2 separate regions of the Gossypium hirsutum genome follow, and region 1 is linked to region 2. A link is a contact called in public Hi-C data. All regions are on one chromosome and are shown on one strand. Each heading gives the region's core, a stretch centred on a gene start, on an enhancer-like site or on the middle of the called end of the contact. The rest is flanking DNA. Distances are from core to core; before and after follow the strand shown.

Region 1 (4,050 bases), core at 694-3,193, 350 kb before region 2:
AGAGATTAAGAATATCCTATAAGGGTAACACACTAATGACAAAGTTGTTGGACAAGCAAAATTATAAGCTGCTTTTGTAATGGTATATAATAAGGGAGAGTTCAATCATGGTACTTTTAATGGATTGATTTCATGACTAAATAATGTTGTAATTAGACGAAGAGTTAAAACTTAATTACATATTATTTGAGCTCTAATTTACATGTCCAATCAGTCCCTCCATTAGCTCAACACAATCCTGTTTGAATTGCAACCATAATCGATATGTTGAATGAATGAAAAAAATGAAAGGAGAAATAAACTGCATGTATTTTTATCCGCAGTAAATGCATTTTTCTTGCAAGGAACAAAAGATGACTTAAAAATTAACTTAATATCGTTGACTTATTATTTAATTGATTGTAATTAAATAGTTGAGTTCAAAGTGAGAATTAAATTAAGTAGTCATTGTAGTTTTACTGAACGAGACAATTAAATTTATTTACTTAGATTCTAGTAAGGTAAATTCATTATGATTTTAATAAAATTAGAATTGGGTTAAGAAAATAATTTAATTGAAAGAATTAATTAAATTTATTTTAATTAAATAAATGATATTTTAGGAATAGAAAAATAGTTATAATATTGGAGAATTATATTGTTGGAAAAAATCTGGTTCGCAAATGGTTTTCTTGTATAGCGGAAAATAAAAATTTTGAAAATTGACTTGGTTTGTGATATTTATAGTAATAAACCTTAGATCGAATTCACATATGTGTTTTCGGATAGACGGATCCTTATCGTTTCCGACTTTCAACTAAATGATCTTCTCCGTTATTCTCTCATCATAAACTGTTTCGAGGGTTGACTCGAACGATTCGAATCAAAACACAGAACTAAAAATAGTTTTCTTTTCTTTAGTGTGAAAATGAAAAATCTCTTCTGAAATAGAAACTGACAAAATTTGTTATTCTGAAAAAATAGATTCAATAGTTGAGAACAAATTCTCTCTATTTTCGGGTAGATTAACAATATTTTAAAGTTGTGTCAATAGCCCTACCGATGTCATCTAATTTTGTATAGGTTGTTTGCTTTGGATATTTGAATAGGTACTTTGACATTGTTGGGATTCAGTGGTCACATCGCGACGACGTACTCCCAATGTCGCGATGACAAAAAGTTCAGGGCCCACGTTGCGGTGACGTAGCCTCGAGGTCATGATGAACTTAAATCAGAGTGTTACGTCGCGACGAGGAAACCTCTGAAGTCGCAACATCAACTTGGAATTTTGTAAACATTACAATTTAGTCCTAATTCGACCTAATGTTAGTATTAAAACTTCGTAGGCTCGTGTAAGACCCAAATCCAATTGTATAGTTTAAACAACATTTTATGATTGAGATTCAAGTCTATCCACAAGATGAAAGTCCTAAGGGATTAAAACACTATACAATTTTATCCCTTATGATTACAAATATTCACTACGGTAACTCTAGTTTTATTAGAGTGTTTCACTGTGCCACCAATGCTTCAAGTAGATAGATTTCTCCATATGTTTCACGAATTGAGTTAAGTCAAATGAGCTCATTTAATTAATTAACCTTTACATGAAGTTTTGTGTACATTCGTTATGGGTTTTGATCTGCGACCCGTAACACTAGTATAAGGGTCTCCATGATACTTTTTAACAATAAAATCTAGTATATATATTTTTGGGTGAATGTTAATCATATTTTGCGACAATAGTTAAGGTTATATTAAAAGAAGTAATAATTGAATTCAGTAAAAGTAATAAATAAAATTAAATGAAAACGAAACAAAATATGCATGAAAAAAGCCCATTTTCTTCGAGGAGAGAACAAAATTAGGCCGATCCCCAAATCATCCAAAAACATGCCATGTGTAACAACGTGAGATCGTAATTTACCCTAAGCCTATAGCCTATAGGATAGAAAATTTTGAATCCATTCATAAACGCAACGCAGCGAAGCGAACCCACATTCCAGTTTTGGAGACTTTCACACACACAGTACAAAGAGGAGAAAACCCTGCAACGACGCGTTTTGGTTTCGGGGTTTTTTTTTTAATTTCGCTTTGAATTCCGCTGAAAATTTTCTTCACGGTGGTGCCTGCTTTCGTTCTTTCCTGTCGTTTTGATTAAAACTCAGGTATAGTAAAATCCAATTTCTTTTTTTAAATCTAAATTTTTATTTTTTTCGCTTTCCGGCGTCGTTTCTTTCCCCCTCACCCTCACCCTCACCCTCACCCTCACCCTCGCTTTCTGATTTCCAATTTCTGGATTTTCCCTTTTATTATTATAATTATAAAGAGCACAACCAAAATGTTGACACCCAAATATTGTTTTCTGTTTAGTTTTCCATTTTTATTTGTCCTCCGAGAGTTAAACGGAAACTAGGTTTTAAATTGAATGGACCACCCAAATACAAGATTCTTCAAATTTTTATATTTGTGTGTATATATATTTCATTTATTTGCAATTAATTCGTTAAAAAAAAGTTTGAAATTGATCTAAGTTATCTGTGCTTTGTTTCAAGGGCTTGATAAAAATTGGCTCCAAAATGTAAAATTTAAGTATATATTAACAGTGATGGAGGCTATCCTGCTAATTTAAGGGACTAAACTATCTATTTTGGCCTGCATTTCAGGCCACTTTGATTTATTTTGGTTTAAATTTTAGAAGATAAAATCAATGGAAGAGATTGGAATGGACCCATCTGCAGCCAATCCTGGACCCATCGATCATTCAATACTGTATGATCAAGACAAGCATGTATCTTCAGCTGTTTGGGATGGCCAGGTCTGTTTCTCATACCCACCAATCTCATTCTCCGCCTTCCCCCCCTTTTATTTGCAGATATGTAATTTGTGTTCCTTTGATAAGTGAAAATTTGTAGAATTCGTTTATGCACTGGTTCTTTTGTTAGTTTGTTTGATTGGTTGTTTATCGGTTTCATCGCCTTGATGCACTAGACTAGTTTTGTCCTTATATATGTGGAGGGTTTCTTTGATTGTGATTGTAAATTTGACTTGTGCATGCGTTTTTATTTAAAACACACTAGCATTGTTACATAATATATACATGCATTACAGGAGCGTGGTGCACTTAGATGTCATGAGCATACATCAAAGTTGGGAGAATGGAGACTCACCCCAAAACAGATTGAATTGGTGGAAAAAGCAGGATTTGGGTACTTGAGGAAGATACCTGCCATTAGTTTAGATAATCCGCTCATTTCAGCTTTAGTTGAGAGGTGGAGAAGAGAGACTAATACATTTCACTTCACTGTTGGAGAAATGACTGTGACTCTTCAAGATGTTGCCTTCTTGCTGGGATTGGCGATTGACGGGATGCCCGTGATTGGAATAACATATACCACTTGTGGAACGGTGTGTGAAAAGTATCTTGGGAAAGCACCAGATTCTACTTATGCAAGTGGTGGGATGGTGAAGCTGAGTTGGTTGAAAGAGTTCTTTTCTCAGTGTCCTGAAAATGCAACGATCGAAGAGATTGAGCGCCACACACGTGCTTACCTTTTGTATCTTGTGGGAAGCACTATTTTTTCAACCACCACAGGGAATAAGGTCCCTGTCATGTACCTTCCATTGTTTGAGAATTTTGAGAATGCTGGGAGGTATGCATGGGGTGCAGCTGCATTAGCATTCTTGTATAGGGCACTTGGGAATGCCTCTGTTAGATCCCAAAGCACTATTTGTGGATGTTTGACACTACTTCAGGTTATTCACTTTTCTGATGTCCCATTTTCCTACCCTTTTCTTTTCCTTCTATAAGTGCTTTTGAAGGGCCTGCTGTCTTTCAACTTCTTTTGACAAAGGGAAGCAGTTAGGAGGATTTCTAGCTGAAGTTTTTCTAATGCTATTGACAACATTTAGACAAAATTCTGCTACTTATAATCATTCTTCTTTTTTAGTGCTGGAGTTACTATCATCTAAATATTGGTCGACCAAAGCTCAACAGGGACCCTATCCACGAGCATTTCCCTTTTGTACTGAGGTGGAAGGGAAAGCAGAGTGGTCCAACGACAAACCGTG
Region 2 (3,755 bases), core at 599-3,098:
GATTTGATATGTTTCTAGGCATGAATTTATATGTTAAGGTGATGTTTTAGTACGTCTAACTTGCTGTATGTATTAGGTAACATGTTTAGGATATTTAAAGGCATGATTGTATGACTTAAAATGATTTTTTTTATTTATATTTTCTAAGCTTAAGTCTCGAGGCAAGATAAACATGTTTCAAGACGTGGAACATTACTTAAACTGTACATTTTTAGGTGCATGTCTGGAAATATGGAAAGCTAAATCTCAAGACATACAAGTAAGTACTTAAAATTTTGTTCCAAAAGTTACAAGTCTCGAGACAAAGAATTGCATCTCAAAATATTAAGACTTGTCTTGATACTTTGGCCCGCGTATAGAGACTTGACTCCTCATTTAATTGATTTTGGCCCCAGAACTTTGTATTAAGGCCATTTGAGCTTGATTTTCACTAATATTGATATGTAATCATCCAAATTGTTGTGTAACATGTTTCTAACTCAAATTTATATGCATTTTGACTTTAAGTTTGATTGTTTGAGTTGCTTCAGCAATGGATGTGATGCTATATATTCAGTCGTCTTTACAAGCCGAGTGTAGGGTATTTCATGTATTGTTAATAATTGTATTAAATTTATAAAAATGAAATCATTAAAAATAGAATAATTTAAGTTATAAAAAGCTAAAAAAATCCTAAAAAAAAAGAAGTCATAATCTAAGGTGGTACTATTTTAAGACAAATGTTATAGGGGTGCTAATCATTCCTTACACATAATTATACTCTTGAATCCAAATCTTCTAAGTAGATCGAGTTCATTTTTTTTAGAATTTTCCTTAAACTAATACTAAAATAAGTAGATTCATCAATTACTAATCATACCTAACCTAAAATTAAATTAATTAGTGAAGACTCTAGCTATAATTTCCATGTCTAACTTATTAGAAATTTTTTGACACCTTAAAACAACATCTATTCGTAACACTAGCTTATACAAATTGGGAAATTTTAAAACTGAAACTTGTAATTATTGTATTGTCTGTCATAATTTACTAATATGTTAGAAATTGTTAATGATTATTGTATCTATCATTTACTACAATATTATTAATATATCACTACAATCTATATAATTATTTGTTAATATATTAATTATTTAATAAATATTTTACAAATTTAAGGGTTTTCGTAAAGGATTATTTAGGACGTTAAGTGAATTGTGCTTTAACATGTAAATTAAAATAATTTCAAAACTTAGAAGTATAATTAAAATATCATATTACAAAAAAAAAGATATTAGTAAATATAGAAGTTACTTATTTTTTTATTAATAGATTATATAATTTATTTAAGTCTAATTATGAAATTTATTATTACGTCGTCAATAATTTAATTTAATTTTATACAAATTTTAGTTATAATTCTATTTTGATAAACATCTTTTAATTAAAAAAATGTAATGCAGACATGATTATGAGTCACCCTATTAAGTTATCATAATTTCAAACTCAAATATGTACTAATAGTTGTATCCTAAAGAAAGATGATTATGCTTTTAAGTGTACAACTTTTAAAAGTTATATATAAATTTTCTATTATATATTAATTTATTATAGTTTTATCTATAAATTAGTAAATTTTAGTTAAAAAATCAATCTAAAAGGTTTAAAATTTAATTACTTAATTAACCAACTTAATTTTTTTGTATATTTAGTTCATTTATATTTAAATAAATTAATAAAATTATTATGCCAAACTCTATTCTTCCATATTGAATAATTTTATTTATTTTAACTTTTTAAAAGATATTTTTATTATTCACTAATAGCTGCTTGTGGCTATATATGTGGCTTTAGCTTCACCACCAAAAACATCAACAAGATTTTTCCAAATCCACGCGGCATAAAATCAACCTATACAACTCTCCAGAAAATCCAATTGCAAATCCACACCAATGCAGCAACCAATAGACTGCTGCTGACAAGATTTCCTGATCCACAACATCTTCTCATTTCCATTATAACCCCTTCCTCTCCTCCAAACCAAAATAGACTACAATAACCATCGGCAAACAAACCAAGTCAACCTAAAGCCTTAGGCACCATGGCAACCTCTGCTATCCAACAATCTGCTTTCGTTGGCCAGACCGCTTTGAAGCAGTCCAATGAGCTCTTACGCAAAGTCGGAGCTTTCGATGGTGGTCGTGTTACCATGCGCAGAACTGTGAAAAGTGCCCCTACCAGCATCTGGTATACTTTTGTTACTACTTCCTAGTACTAACTAGTAGCATTTTGTTATAAGGATCTTTTTAGTCTAATCATTGATGGTTAACCCAAATATTGTGAAACAACAGACTAAAAATTTCAATTTGTACAGTACAATCTAGCAGCAATCTGCCTTATTTTAAGTCATACATTTAAAGAGAAATAACATGTACAAGCGAAATCATGCAACGGAACTATATTTCTGCTTCTTGATCTGATTACCTACGGTTTGGTTTTAAAAACAGGTACGGCCCTGACCGCCCAAAGTACTTGGGTCCATTCTCAGACCAAATCCCATCATACCTGACAGGTGAATTCCCTGGTGACTATGGGTGGGACACTGCTGGGTTATCAGCTGACCCAGAGACATTTGCTAAGAACCGTGAGCTTGAAGTGATCCACTGCAGATGGGCAATGCTTGGTGCCCTTGGTTGTGTCTTCCCTGAAATTCTTTCAAAGAATGGAGTTAAGTTCGGAGAGGCAGTTTGGTTCAAAGCTGGATCTCAAATATTCTCCGAGGGCGGCCTTGACTATCTTGGCAACCCAAACCTTATCCATGCTCAGAGCATTCTTGCAATCTGGGCTTGCCAAGTTGTGCTCATGGGATTTGTTGAAGGATACAGAGTTGGTGGGGGACCACTCGGTGAAGGACTGGACCCAATTTACCCAGGTGGTGCTTTCGACCCACTTGGACTGGCTGATGATCCTGACGCGTTCGCAGAATTGAAGGTTAAGGAGATCAAGAATGGCCGCCTTGCAATGTTCTCCATGTTTGGATTCTTTGTCCAGGCTATTGTCACAGGAAAGGGTCCCATTGAGAACCTCTTTGACCACCTTGCCGATCCGGTGGCCAACAACGCATGGGCTTATGCCACTAACTTTGTCCCCGGAAAATGAACTTAGATTATAGATATGTCTCTGAAAGCTGTAACATTAATTGCTATGTAGCATCTGTTGCTGTGTACTGATGTAATTCACTGCTAGTCTTTTGAGCTGTTGTATCATTAAATCCATATCCTTTTTCCCTGAAATAGCACCTTTCTTGAAATGAGATGAGATCATAAAGCAAATGTTTTATTTTGTAGTAAGTGGCTGGTTCAGTTAGTTGATATAAATAAAGCGCAAGAAATATATCTAGCCATTTCTATAAACCCTCAAAAGTGATGACAAAACACAACCTGAATACCTTAAAGTTATTATGCGGATCTTCCCTTTCAGTCCTGTTGAAAGATGGCAATAATACCAGCCAACATCTGAGGTAATCACCAAAAATCTTTGCAAGAACACAATCCATCTTTAAAATGATGAAACCGGCTATTATCTCTCACAATAATCTCACGTCTATAGATTTTAGAAAGCAGTTTAGTGACAGAATGGCAATCACTACAAACACGAAGGTTCTTCATGATGCGAATGGGACATCCAGCTTCAGTATTGATGAGACCAAAGGCAATAGCCAACCTCTCACTATGGTTTTCCAATTCTGCTTCTTTCTCTTCCTCCTCTTCGATATA

Evidence for each region. A called contact is a pair of places that touch in the nucleus more often than the background predicts.
Region 1: a contact with region 2 is called in a Hi-C map of leaf, with 1.6 times the contacts expected there. The contact joins the promoter of LOC107954936 here to the promoter of LOC107954741 in region 2. A contact is called at or near these places in 4 of 34 Hi-C or Micro-C datasets (callus, hypocotyl and leaf).

What each region holds. Positions count from the first base shown.
Region 1 is chrD07:36,242,514-36,246,563 of Gossypium_hirsutum_v2.1, reverse strand. LOC107954936 (protein MAIN-LIKE 2) reads left to right here and starts at 1,943. Exons shown (of 7, transcript XM_016890630.2): 1 at 1,943-2,147; 2 at 2,678-2,797; 3 at 3,091-3,735; 4 at 3,930-4,050. The coding sequence starts at 2,690.
Region 2 is chrD07:35,890,023-35,893,777 of Gossypium_hirsutum_v2.1, reverse strand. LOC107954741 (chlorophyll a-b binding protein 151, chloroplastic-like) reads left to right here and starts at 1,848. Exons shown (of 2, transcript XM_016890397.2): 1 at 1,848-2,226; 2 at 2,487-3,272. The coding sequence starts at 2,081. The coding sequence ends at 3,138. It also overlaps the pseudogene LOC107956189.